Linked DNA regions of Triticum aestivum: region 2 is linked to region 1. A link is a contact called in public Hi-C data. All regions are on one chromosome and are shown on one strand. The core of a region is the stretch at or near the end of the contact, and the rest is flanking DNA. Distances in the headings are between cores, read along the strand shown.

Region 1 (6,644 bases), core at 119-2,618:
CTAATAGCTTATCTCGTGAGGCCCGGAAGAGCGCGTAGCTTGATTAGGGCATACTAGTGGGGGTGGTATATATAGATGGATCGGGGGACCATGGCTTACTTGTGCCGAAATAACAGAGAAACGACTGAACAACGATGACACCAGACGCCAACGTGTCTCACAAACACATGCCAACCAATAGAGAGTCGTGGAACAACTACAAGCCGAGTCGGCTAGATCCCACGATGTACAAAATAGAACACACCTACCGGGCCGGCTAAGCGGCGTCGAAAAGTAGGACATGCGTTCGTAGATATGCTAGAAACGCTAGGCGGAAATATCAATCTGAATGAGGTCAGGGTGAGCATCGAGCTTACACCTGATAATGACTCCCGTGGATACTCGACCGTGTTGAAAGGTCGGGCAGACATACCAACACACAACATCCGGCTAGAGTCGGGTGACGTGCACTTAACTTCTGGGTCGGATGTGTTGAAACGTCGGGCAGACATCGCAGCACACACCATCCGGCTAAAGTCGAGTGACGTGCACTTAACTTCTGGGTCAGCCGTGTTGAAACGCCGGGCAGGCATCGTAGTACACACTATCTGGCTAGAGTCGAGTGACGTGGGGTTGTGCTCGACCCTAAATTCTCTAATAGTTTCACAAGAGCAACTTACTTTCCTGTATTTGCCTTGACAATGATCGTTGCCCATAGGTTTTTTTGATTATTGTTAGTTAGTTGGTATCTTCAAATAGCTCACTTAACTTTTATTTTATATTTCAAATAGTTTACTTAATTTCTGGCTTTCAGTCGGTCTCTCGGCGCCAATTCACTTACCTTCCAACATTCTGTTAGATATGTTGCGGATGACGTTGCTTATCCTTCTTGGTTAAAGTTTCAAAGTTCGCTTAAGGGCTATTGTCCCATGTCATCAAAGTGAAACCTATGAGCAATAATCACTGCGAAGGAAAATAGAGATGCATTATGAATGTAATCACTTCCAACGCTTCAAATAGTTAGTTTCACTTCAATTTTATTATGTTCAAATAGTTCACTTGACCTTCACGTTGCAGTTAGTCTCTGCGTCAAATGGCGCAACGGATCATTATAAGCCTCCTGAAAGAGGGAAGTACCACAACAATCGCACTATTTTCTTTATATAAACAAACCATGCTCTTAAACTGTTTTTTTTTCTGGACTAGAAAGTACAAACTGTGGGCCCGCTGGCCAGTGACCCCAACACTGCGCCCACCGACATCGCGCCTGGGGTGCGCGTAGCACGCACCAACAGCAGCGAAAGCCTTCGCTTACTCACGAAGCTTCTCGGCCAGGGCGCACCGCCCGCTGCAGGTGGGCCCAACAGACCGCCCATACCACACCGCTAAACTAATAATCAGCCAATGAATCACACTCCCGAGGGAAAGCTCGCCCCGAGATCACCCGATCCCCCCCGTCCGTCGCCCCGCCAACGGCGCAGATCGCGCGGGCGGACGTGGCCCGCGGCACCCGAACTCCACAAAGTGTCGTGATCAACTCACTAATACGCATTAAATATCCCTGTTAACCTTTTTCTGACCCGTATTATGACAGGCTCCGCGGCTTTTGGTCCCTTTCTGCAGCATCAAACCGGAGGGGAAAGGCAGGAGGAGCGGGAGGAGCAGCAGGCGGAGGAGATGTCGGAATCGGAATCGCGGGGGCGCGCCGACGCAATGTGAGCGAGGAGGAGGTGCTGGGGAAGAAGAAGAAGAGGAGGAGGAGGACGACGAAGCCGCGATCCCGGTCTCGCGCTCCCTTCCCCCGACGAGCCGCCCGTCCGCGGCCCCGCGAGGTATCTCTCCCTCCCTGTACGGGTTTTCCCCAATTAGCACGAGAAGGAAACATTTCGGGGGTTCATGGCGACGGGACGGTCGGGGGGCTTAGGGTTCCGGCGAGGGCTGCCTGAGGTGAGGTGGTGTCACTTGTTTCTAGGCCCGTCAGGGTTTGGTTGGTTGTTTCGTGTCTTGTTTCTAGGGCCGTCAGGGAGGGAGGATGAACTTCTAGGGTGTGGTGTGGGGTGCTGGTTCGTGCGTGGGGGATTGGGCGAGTTATCAGCAGTGGGCGGGCGGGATCCTAGGCCTACCTGTGTGCTGTGTGTCGTTTTGATCAAGGGTTCCTGGAACAGATTCTTCCGCGGAAATAGAACGCATTGTCAAGTACCAAATGTCACCATGGGTTTTATTTCAAAACATAGGCAATAGTTTTTGGCATTTCCACTTGGCTAGGAACACCAGGCGGTACTAAATATCGTGGTCCATACTCTCATTGTATCTCTTGCAGTATAGAGGAATGACACTGGCAGTAACAATAACAAGTAGTCATGGCCCACACATGATAATTGAGTGGTATATTTATTTGCTACTCCCTCTGTCCATAATATAAGACGATTTTTGACTACACACGGTGTTTGTGTCAAAAAAACGTCTTATATTATGGGACAGAGGGAGTAGATACCAACTTTTGCATAGGTATGGACTAGTTATCTTTGCACATCGCTAGAGGCCAGCCAGAAAACTTGTTGATAGCACCATACATACATCAGTTTCCATCGAAAATGTATTTATCCAATTAACTGCCATGCTACCACATTGCAGAAATGCACAGGATGGCGCTTCCTAGCTGGAGTGACATTTCGGCCTACCTGTCAGAGTATTGGTCTGTCGTAGCTGCCACTGTCATCTTTGCATTGGTAGGTGGCGTGACAATTTATTATACCATCAATCAGTTGAACAAAAATATCAGCTTGAGCTTGATGAAAGCTATCAGAGCAAGGGCAAAGAAGTACAAGAAACTGAAAGACAAGGTCCCTGCCGCTTCCCACATCTGGAGGAAAGAACCTGGCTCTCGCAGTAAAGGTCTGAAATGCTGTGTATGCTTGAAGTCTGTTTCACCGCCACAGTATTTGGGGGGGACTATCCATCAGTGTGATATTTGTGGTGCCACTGCACATCCTAGTTGCTCAGGGAATGCACACAAAGATTGCAAATGCGTTTCTATGGTTGGCCTTGACCATGTCATTCACCAGTGGGCTGTCCAGTGGATTGACACAGCTGATCGCTCTGAAGAAGACTCATTCTGTTGCTACTGTGATGAATCTTGCAGTGGAGCTTTTCTCGGAGGGTCTCCAATTTGGTACTGTATGTGGTGTCAACGGATAGTGCATGTTGATTGCCACAACAACTTAGCCAAGGAAACTGGTGATGTCTGTGACTTAGGCCCATTGAAACGGCTGATACTATCACCTCTGTGTGTCAAGGAGCTTCATAGGACAGGTGCAACAGGACTTTTCAGTTCTATCACAAGTGGGGCTAATGAATTGGCTTCCACTGTGCGGGAGACGATTAGGATTCGTAGCAAAAGGTACAAAAAGAACATTGGTTCTTCTCAGCCAGAGAGCCCTGGGACTGCTGAGCCACAATCTGATACTGACGGAGACTCAGAAGGATCAAACAACACTGCTAAGAGAGATGATCATGTCAATGGTAAACTTCATGAAGTGCATCAAAGCACTGAATCAGAAAAAGACAAACAGTTCATAGCGGATACTGCTACTAGCAGGCCAAATGGCCAACATGAGATGTCCCATGCCCAGAATAATCAAAAATATGAAATTGTGGACGTGCCTTCTGATTCTAGGCCATTGCTAGTTTTCATTAACAAGAGAAGTGGTGCCCAGAGTGGCGATTCACTGAGACAGCGCCTGCAGATCCTTCTTAATCCTTTACAGGTTGGTGTAGCAATTAGTTGTTGCCTTTAAGCTTTTACCAGCTTTAAATAATGTGTTCATCTTTCTTCATTTGCTCACATCAATGCTGCTTATTTGATTTATTTCTAGCATACTGTATATAAACTTTCATTCACATAACTTGTGTATAGTATCTCTGAAGGGCGTATGCTCTGTGCCATAGCATGGATAATCCTGTCCCAGCTTATTTTGTTCAAAACTTAATGCTATGTGTCACTTGCTATACTGTTATGATTTCTAGTGCATGATTGCAAATTCCTTACGTAGAATTCAATTAATGCTCCGTCTGGGAATTCTTAATCATTTCAATCTTATGGATTTGGCCCATTTATTTATACTCCCTCCGATCCATATTAAATGTCGCTGATTTAGTACAAGCGACAATTAATATGGATTGGTGGGAGTAATAAAACTAGAGTTCACATTTGGGGTGCTAAGTGCTAACTCTTTCGTAGGTATTTGAGTTGGGCAAGCATCAAGGACCAGAAGTTGGTTTATCTTTGTTTCGGAAGGTACCTCACTTCAAAATTCTTGTTTGTGGTGGTGATGGCACGGCTGGTTGGGTTTTGGATGCCATTGAGAAACAAAAGTTTGAAGCGCCACCTCCCGTAGCCATCCTTCCAGCTGGTACTGGCAACGATCTTGCGAGGGTTTTGTCTTGGGGTGGTGGTCTTGGTGTTGTTGAAAAACGGGGAGGTTTATTCTCAGTTTTGAAAGATGTCGAGCATGCGGCAGTTACTGTTCTGGACAGATGGAAGATCACTATAAAGGACAATCAAGGGAAGCTCATGTCTTCACCAAAATTTATGAACAACTACTTTGGTATGTTCATCCATCTTCTTCTCAAAATGCATCCCTGTATGGTTCTTGCATTATAGATACCTTAGTACTTAATATTGATACTTTTTCAGGGGTTGGTTGTGATGCAAAGGTTGCTCTAGATATCCACAACCTGAGGGAGGAAAACCCTGAACGGTTTTATAGCCAGGTAACCCTTGCTTGCTCCCCGCCCGCTTATGTGCACAACGGAAGGCATTTTCCCTTTAATTATAAGTAAACTTGTTGGTGTTCTTGCTTGGTTGCACAGTTGCGCAGAATCAGACATGTGGAAACGTTACACCATGATACATTTTCATTTTCCCCTTCCAAAAGTAACCGAATGGCTAGTTGTGGGGCAATGAAAGCAACATGTAATTTTTTCAGGTTCCCATTGTAAGGGTACTTATGGTATAGAAAACTACATCGATCGTCCATGGCGAACTTGCATGTTTTAGAGTGTTGAATTTCTTTGATCCTATAGGTTTTTATGCTTCTCTATAAATCACAAGAGTGCAAGACAAGCGATATTTGTCTATTTATCAAAACGTTTTCGATTTGTAAAAAATTAGTGTGTCCAGCTGCTAATGATAGCATACAAACTGTTAGTGTAATGTTCTAGCCTGAAAAGAAATAATTAATTTTGAAATGGCACTGATGATTTTGTTGAGCCAATGTGGCTTTGCTACTCACTTGGGGATCTTTAGGCGATGTATTGGCATTGGGCATGCGGCATCTGGTCCTATTAGAAGTGTTAGGACAAGTGTTCAACCTGGCAGATTTGTTAATTATCGATGCACTGACCATGCCATGTGGCAGCTAGATCTTTAAAGAAATGCTTAATGTAGTGATTTAGTTTAAATTTGTTGAATGAAAATAGTTGATGGATGAGTCATGTAATTTAGAATTTTCCTTTTCTAATTTCTTGGGTACTTTGTGGAAATTTGCACATTCTGGATAGTTTGTTCTCCTTTTCTTTTTCTCAATTGCTCACTCTTAAGGTTTCTTGCATTGATCCATAAATAATAATTTTATTTGCAGATTCCATGCTTGCAACTTGCTATCTCCCTGTTCTGCATCGTTCTGTATATACAGCTGCATATCTGTTTTTGTCACAGCAATATGATTTAGTTTCTCTGCAGTTCATGAATAAAGTGCTTTATGCAAAAGAAGGCGCAAAGAATATCATGGATAACATGTTCTATTATTTTCCTTGGGAAGTCAAGCTTGAGATAGATGGATCTAACATTGAAATTCCTCAGGTAAAAGTGGATCGCATTTTCTTACCTTTTCTCTTGTATGTGTCTTAGTGAGCACACAACATTACATTGGCATATCTGCAAGACCAAGTTTATGCAACAGTGATGAACCTGATCTGTTAAGATGGTTGCTGCTATTTGATTGTTCATGTTCTAAAAATTACTAACTCCGTATGAAAATGCAAGACGCTTTTTGACACTGATAGTGTCAGAGAACATCTTATATTTCGATACAGAGGGAGTAATTTGGCATATCTGGTATCCCTTTTGGATGGAGTTATGTAGAAGCGTATCCCGTTTAGACAATGCCCACTACGTGGCAAGTGTGGTTAGCTGTCCCAAAATTGGAAGAAAAAGATTTATCCTACATCCTGTTCCTTGTCACATTTCTCCTATTGCAGGATGCCGAAGGTATCCTTGTGGCCAACATCCGGAGCTACATGGGAGGGGTTGACCTGTGGAAGAATGAGGATAGTGTCTCCGACACTTTCCAACCTCAATCCATGCATGACAAGACGCTGGAAGTAGTTAGCTTCACAGGAATGCTGCATCTTGGAAGGCTGCAGGTTCTTATAGACTCCAGTTTTTTTTTTGTAATATATATATATTCAGTGTGGACTGTGTATTGATATGATAATCTTGCTCTAGGTAGGGCTTTCTCGCGCGCAAAGGTTGGCTCAAGGGCATCATATAAAGATTGAGATCACTACTCCGATGCCCATCCAAGTCGATGGAGAGCCATGGTCTCAGGAGCCATGCACCATAGAAGTTTCTCATCACGCCCAGGTTTCGTCTCTCCCCTGTT
Region 2 (7,128 bases), core at 2,717-5,216, 150 kb after region 1:
CAATCGAACTTGAGTCTTCAGACCAGCATAAGAGAAATTGCAATCTTTGTGTTGTCGCATCGGAACCTGGAGGTATACAAAAAAGGCAAGTAACATGTCAAATTGAACTAAAAGATTAGTGGCAAGTAAACATAATTACTGTGGAATTACACCTGAAAACTTACTGTGAAATTAATAGAATTTGGATCACCTTCTAGGGCAAGCTCTTCAAGAGCAGGACCACCACCTTTCCGGATATCAAGACCCAGCCATCTTGCTGCCTTGTCATATGCCTCACCAATTGCATCATCTATAGTAGTCCCCAGTTGAACATACTCACCAAGGTTCTGAGCGAGAACAAGAAGATTGTGTCCTCCTGTACATATTAACTAGTTAGCGCAATGCCGTAAAAAAATCAGCAAACACAACTGTGACAGTGTCAGTATAAAAACTAGCATGTCTGCTAGATTAAGACATCTCTTACATGAACTTCGGCTGCTGTAGTTTTGCTTCAAATTATTTTGAATAAAAAATCTAAAAAGAAATAGTGGATGGAAACCTCAATTTGTAGGAGTGAAAATATTAATCACATTTCAATCATTGCAATAAGGCATAAAATAATAGCTGGCTTTGGACTCCGACAGGCAGGAAAAAAATGAATGCATATCTTCTATGGCATTATTGCTATCGTAATTTACAACTGTAAGCTCCTCTGGAATAAGAGAATTAAGCTAGATCATGGTATAGAATACTGAGACATGGTACTGTAATTAGCATATACCTGAAATTAGAAGAGCTAAAAATGGGTAATTAAGGTCCTTGTTCACCAGCCTGACAAGGATCAAACCACATTAAATACATAATTCAGTGAATGCAATATCATTAGAAGTATGGGAGGCACGTGTGCTGCTCTTTTTTTATGTTTATAGAGCAAGGCCTTCATTGCAAATATGAAATATGTTCACCATATTTGAAGTAGTTAAACTACGAATTTTCACATCAGAAGTTCACAACAAGGCATGCTGGAAACAGATATGACAGTGAGAAAGAGCTTGCCGACGTAAATACTTTCCTACTCAAAGACAAATTGTAGCTATAGATTTCAATTTAGTTCAATCTTTGGAGGTCGTATATCACTAAAAAATAGTTTGATTTTCAGTTTTCGCAGCTTGTGCTAGACCAGTTCAATGTCTTGATAAGTCCACAGCTATTTTAAGGGGAAAACATAATGTAGGACGTATGAGCAGTTTGTAAGCATAGCTCAGATGGCTAGGTTCCTTGTGGCGGAACCTGCCCACCCGGGTTCAAGTCCTAGACTTGACACAGGTGGTCGCAGTTTCCTGGTTTTATTCCAGGCTTTCCGGCAATATTCGTTCAGCGGTATGGCTAGGTGCTCATAGGAGTAGGCCGGTAGGGTGTGCGTGTGTGATTTCATAGGGGTGACTGTGCATGCGTGTATGTGCGCGTCTGCGTCCGTACTGTGTTTCTCAAGAAAAAAGTAATTCGCAAAAGCAAACCCACAAAAATAAACACTTTGTGGACCTGGTTTTTGAAATTACATGAAAACACCTTGTGTCCTCGAACCAAAAACAAATTCTATATAGCTGATTCGGTGTGATGTTGAACTCATCAAATAAATTGTGCGTCACTAAAGAGATGTCAGAAGTTAAATGATTACCTGGAAACTAATGCATGTGCCTCCATATGGTGAACTCCAACAATAGGCAAGCCAAATACTTTTGCTATTTTCCGAGCTTTGTGAACACCAACTGCAATTTGACAGGTCATTACACTCGCATACAAAAAAACAGAAAAAGGTGAACTTATTTACAAGCTTTAACAAAAGTCTTGCACTCCATAAACACTAGAACAAATAATAAAATGGTTTGTCTCCAGGTTCAAGAGTGTCCCAAAAAACCCAGAAGATACAGTGGTCTACTTATCATAGTTCAAAAAAAGAAAGAAAAAAAAGACCAATTCTGATTGAGTGGGTAAGTAAGCTGTATATGTAATATTGAAGAAGCCCATTTTTCGTCCCTCGGAATTGCTTTTAATAAACCAAAGTTAGGGGTTTTCCAGAATATTTATGAACGTTATGCATGTTTAAAAAAGTCAGCACTAAATTATCCAAAACAGTTCTTTAAGTGAATAGCAAGATTCTTTAGTCTGATTAACTTTAACTCACTTGGACCACTGTCACCATACCTAAAGCCTAACTGATAAAATTATCCGATGTGCAAGCTTACAAATTACATTAATTTTTTGCGTGGATAAAAGTTGAATTTGGTAACTGACGAACAGACATTTCCTTAAACATCAGTAATTCATCAAGATCAGAATAGAAAAAACAGGAACCTCTAAGGCATAGACTAAGTCCTGGTCCAATGGTCACGGCCACAGCAGAAAGATCACTCTCTGACACATTTGCATCATCGAGTGCTTTCTGAACAACCTGCAAGACAAGGACATAGAAGACAGTTAAAACAAACATAATAATAAAAGTCATCCATCTTCTTAAAGGAAGATGAACCTGATCGATTGCAAGCGCGTGAGCTTCTTCGGCCATCTTAGGAGCGACCCCGCCCCATTTCACAAGCAAATCTGACTTACAAACACACAACAGTACGATCAGCAACATGTAAAGGATACAACATTTGCCAAAAATTCCTGACAACAGAATTAGACATGAAACATCTGGAGAGAATGTGAACTGAAAAGCAAATCCTTACTTGGGAAGAAATCGCTTGGCTAAGGATCTCCCCGTCGCCTCTAACCTGCAACCAACCAAGCACCATAGAGACAGGCCGTAAGCATAAAATCTAGAAGGTTCGGCCACAAATAGAAGCGACTGGACAGAAATGGTGCAGCGAATGAGCCATGCATACCACAGCGGCGGCGGTGTCGTCACAGCTGGTCTCAATGCCGAGCATGAGGAGATCCCGGCGGGCGGGGATAGCTGCAGAGGCCATGGTAACGAGGGCGCGTGGAGTAGGAGAGGTTGATGGGGAGGAAGCTGAGGCGAGGAGGCTGCGGAAAAGTGGATGGTGATAGCGGAAGGGTTGTGATGGGGTTCGGAGGAGGAAGGCGGCGGTGCGTGAAACAGGCGGCAATAAGGTCGGGAGAAGGGTGGACGCCATTTTTCCAGGCGCTGTTCCGGCAGGTGACCCAGCAGCCTCAGCTGGGAACACAATCAAATGGATGAACCATGCTCACTGTCCATACACATAGCAAATATTCCTCACAATCCATACACATACAGAATAGAAGAATATATCATGCTCGCTGTCCAACAATCAAAGAATAGAACCAAACAACAGCAATGGGGTTCCTGTGTGCTTATTATACCTCTGATTTTTGAGGGAGAGAAAGGGGGCTGCTGTGCTTGTTATCTTGGCCGGCTTGGTGCTACCAGGAGATCGCTCGGTGCTAGCTGCAGAGAGGAAGAGAGGGTGGGGGTCAGAGCCCGGCAAAGAGAAGTACAGAGGAGAGCCCTACTCCACGCCCAGTGTCTAAAACTGAAATTCCCATCCAATGGCGACCCCCGGCCATAGCATAAGCCACCTGGCCTCCGCGCTGGAGTTCGCCGCGGTCTGCCTCATTCGCCATCCCGGACCCAACCCTCACCACACCGGCCTCCCGCACACTACCCATCCCTAACCGTCCACTGCCTCACTCCCCTCCCGCCCACCACCATCGCTCACCTCCCACCTCGACGCGCGCCACCGTCGCTCACCTATCGCGACCCGCCGGCCGCCGCTTTAGCGAGATAGAGAAAAGATTACAGAGGGGGAGAGAGAGAGGGGAGAGGGGCTGCACTGCACCTCGACGCGCGCCGCCGCTGCCGTCTCTGTCGGGGGTGAGGATTGGGTAGCTTTCTGTTCCTGTGGAGGGTGAGAAAAGAAAAAGAAAAACGTTTCGCACCTCGGGAGGTGACTGGCCCGGGCGAGCTTGGCCGTGGGCGGCCGAACAGCCGGCCGCCATCCTCCAGGCCGGCGTGTTCGCGTGCTCCGTCGGCGCCGCGCTCGCAGGCCAGGCCGAACAGCACGGTGTCGGGTCTGGAACATGAGCGGCGCGCCGGTGTACGCGCGAACGATGACCGTGGTGACTGTTGTCCTCCTCCGTCGCCCACCACCTGTTCGACCAAGGTCCATGCTATGCTATGGATTATGGATGCTTCTTGGCACATGTTCATGCGCTCCATGGCTGTCGAAGATCGTGAGAGTGCCACGTCCACGCCACGGTTCTTGCTCTCAAGGTTTGCCTGGTAATTTGATCAAGAAGCATTTATCTCTAATACAATTAATCTTTACAAGATGATCTTTTCCCTACGTCTGTCAAATTAATCTTCACCTGTACTGTACTGACATTGACAGCCCTCGCAAAGGAAAAAGGAAATGCTGACACTGACAGCGTCAGTCAACTATTATGGTCTTTCTTGACGCCATTTTTCAATCTCACTTTGTCTTCTTGGGAGCAACGAATGGTATCCTATGCCTACACGCCTACCTCAATGATTGGCTATATATTTGTGCATTCTTCCTCGGTTCTTCCAATCCTGCACACTCGGTCACTCAACTAAGTTGCACTACCCACGCATACGCTCGTATCATAATAAAGCTGCTGTCTCTTGTTGGTATACCTTCTCCTTCTTCTCCTTCTCCCGGCGATTGCCAGAAATGGTTCGAAATTACAGGTGGGTGTTGCAGTCTATATGCTTGCTCTTTTCTTCTTCTTCTTCTTGGATTGTTGTCTTAGTTGGGAATATTCAGGCTGCTCGACGAAATGAGGCTGTGGGTGGTCGTCATATGGCTGTTTGTTTGTGCGGCGGCTCTTCCTGGCGGCGAGCAGCCGCTGTCGAGGATCGCAGTTGAGAGAACAACCCTCGCCATCGATGACTCGGTGCATGTAAAGGCGTCCCCGTTGGTTCTTGGGCTCAAGGTTAGCATGCCCCACTTCTCACCACTCTTGTTCAACAGTTCCACAGTGATGTGATGCCATCCTGCAGGGCGAGAACAGCGAGTGGGTAGAGGTGGAGTTCTTCCATCCAAATCCCTCCGATGACGACTGGATTGGTGTGTTTTCTCCTGCCAATTTCAGGTAATAATATCAGTATATCTGCGTGGAGGCAAATCTATTGTAACATGATCTCAATCCACCTAGGCTTTCAGAGATGCACCTGAGATCTTACGCGTTATTTGATTTGTTGTTTCTTTTTTGAAAAAAAAATAGTGATGCGATATGCGAGCCTGAAAATGAGAGGCAGCAACCTCCAGTGCTATGCACAGCACCTATCAAGGTTGGCATTATTTTTCCTGTTCCATTTGGCTAATTGAGCTTCAGATATAGTTCTATGCCAGGATTCAGACTCTGGGATACTTCTGTTTCGAACATTAACCTTTTCCTTTCCTATCTTCATTGCAGTACCAATTTGCAAAGTTCAAGAATGATGGCTATAACAGGTCTGGGAAGGGAAACTTGAAGCTTCAGTTGATCAACCAGAGGGAAGACTTCTCTTTTGCACTATTTTCCGGTGGTCTGATGAAGGCAAGGCTATACTGTGTTACCTCAACTTCTCTGCATAATAACAACTCTGCTCTAACAAAAAAAATATACGTGTCATATTCCTGAGACTGAAAAATGTCCACTCCTGTAACAGCCCAAGCTGATTGCTGTCTCAAACATGGTCACCTTTGCAAACCCAAAGGCACCTGTCTACCCACGTTTGGCACAAGGGAAGTCTTGGGATGAAGTAAGCTTACCTATAAATTCACCATTGAGTGGACCGTTTTAAATTGTGTGTCTTTTTCACGAGAATATGCATCGTATTATTCATCTCAATTCAGCATTGAAACTAGCTATACAATAGTACTGTCTTCAGTTATCTAAGGTAACTGTACTAGTACTATTGTAGATGACAATCACCTGGACAAGTGGATACGATATAAAAGAAGCAGTTCCTTTTGTTGAATGGGGTGCGAAAGGCGGGTCTCAGTTTCTTTCCCCAGCCGGAACATTAACATTCAACAGAAATAGCATGTGCGGTATGTCACTATTTGCCTATTCTTCTTAAGAGATGAGATGATCGTAGTTCAGAATTTACACCGTCAACATAACTGAGAATCTGCTCATAGGTTTTCTTAGGTCATTTGTTTTTGTTTTGAATCAAACGCCTTACCTCTAATCGGCACATGTAGGAGCACCTGCTCGAACTGTTGGTTGGCGCCATCCGGGTTACATTCATACTAGTTTCTTGAAGGATCTGTGGCCAGACTCCAAGTGTGTTGTCTATCTTGTCTCTTTAACCTGTTTTGAAATTTTGATGCATCCAGCTACTAAGAAATGGTTACTTAAAAAATTTCAGGTATACCTACAGGCTTGGCCATAGGTTACCAAATGGTACCCACATCTGGAGCAAGTTATATAACTTTAAAGCATCACCTTATCCTGGGCAAGATTCCTTGCAACAAATTGTCATATTTGGAGATATGGGAAAGGTATATTATGTTTTCTTCCCATCTTGGTTTTATTTCATATTTTTCTTGTAACAACTAGACATTTTCCAGTTACGGTGATTCTCTTTCTGAATCAGAATTACATTGATTTTTTGTGCTCGCATTTTTTTCTTCAGGCAGAGGCAGATGGTTCTAATGAGTTCAATGACTTCCAACCTGGCTCACTGAACACTACTAACCAGATCATTAAAGACCTAGAAAACGTTGACATGGTGCTTCACATTGGGGACATTTGCTACGCCAATGGCTACTTGTCTCAGTGGGATCAGTTCACCTCACAGATTGAACCAATTGCATCAACTGTACCATACATGATTGGCAGGTTAGTTTAGTATATCATTTCAGAACTTCCTCTGTTTTCAAAATGTATTACTGTTTCATAAATACAAGAATGGGCATTTCTGCAGTGGTAACCATGAAAGAGACTGGCCCGGGACTGGATCTTTCTATGGGAATCTTGACTCAGGTGGAGAATGTGGTGTTCCTGCGCAAACTGTATTCTATACTCCTGCTGAGAACCGTGCAAAATTCTGGTAAATGCTGTGACTCAGTGAGGCCATAACTCTTCCTTTTAAGATGTACAGTACAATCCTTGAAATTTACTGACAGACAGCTATCCTTCTTCAGGTATGCGACA

The links. A called contact is a pair of places that touch in the nucleus more often than the background predicts.
Region 2: a Hi-C map of leaf shows a contact between it and region 1, with 2.2 times the contacts expected there. The contact joins the promoter of LOC123110640 here to the promoter of LOC123110637 in region 1. A contact is called at or near these places in 2 of 5 Hi-C or Micro-C datasets (both in leaf).

What each region holds. Positions count from the first base shown.
Region 1 is chr5B:104,751,706-104,758,349 of IWGSC CS RefSeq v2.1, forward strand. It overlaps LOC123110637 (diacylglycerol kinase 1), which reads left to right and starts at 1,369. Exons shown (of 9, transcript XM_044531199.1): 1 at 1,369-1,503; 2 at 1,574-1,811; 3 at 2,614-3,746; 4 at 4,220-4,586; 5 at 4,676-4,752; 6 at 5,723-5,842; 7 at 6,241-6,405; 8 at 6,488-6,625. The coding sequence starts at 1,384.
Region 2 is chr5B:104,902,683-104,909,810 of IWGSC CS RefSeq v2.1, forward strand. It overlaps LOC123110640 (probable inactive purple acid phosphatase 1), which reads left to right and starts at 3,967. Exons shown (of 14, transcript XM_044531202.1): 1 at 3,967-4,243; 2 at 4,353-4,672; 3 at 4,749-4,917; 4 at 4,985-5,076; 5 at 5,209-5,275; 6 at 5,401-5,523; 7 at 5,636-5,728; 8 at 5,891-6,020; 9 at 6,174-6,255; 10 at 6,341-6,473; 11 at 6,608-6,813; 12 at 6,899-7,024; 13 at 7,119-7,128. The coding sequence starts at 4,656. LOC123110641 (probable tRNA N6-adenosine threonylcarbamoyltransferase, mitochondrial) reads right to left here and starts at 4,130. Exons shown (of 14, transcript XM_044531204.1): 1 at 3,801-4,130; 2 at 2,709-2,753; 3 at 2,510-2,584; 4 at 2,335-2,431; 5 at 1,658-1,748; 6 at 761-810; 7 at 165-355; 8 at 1-66. The coding sequence starts at 4,130.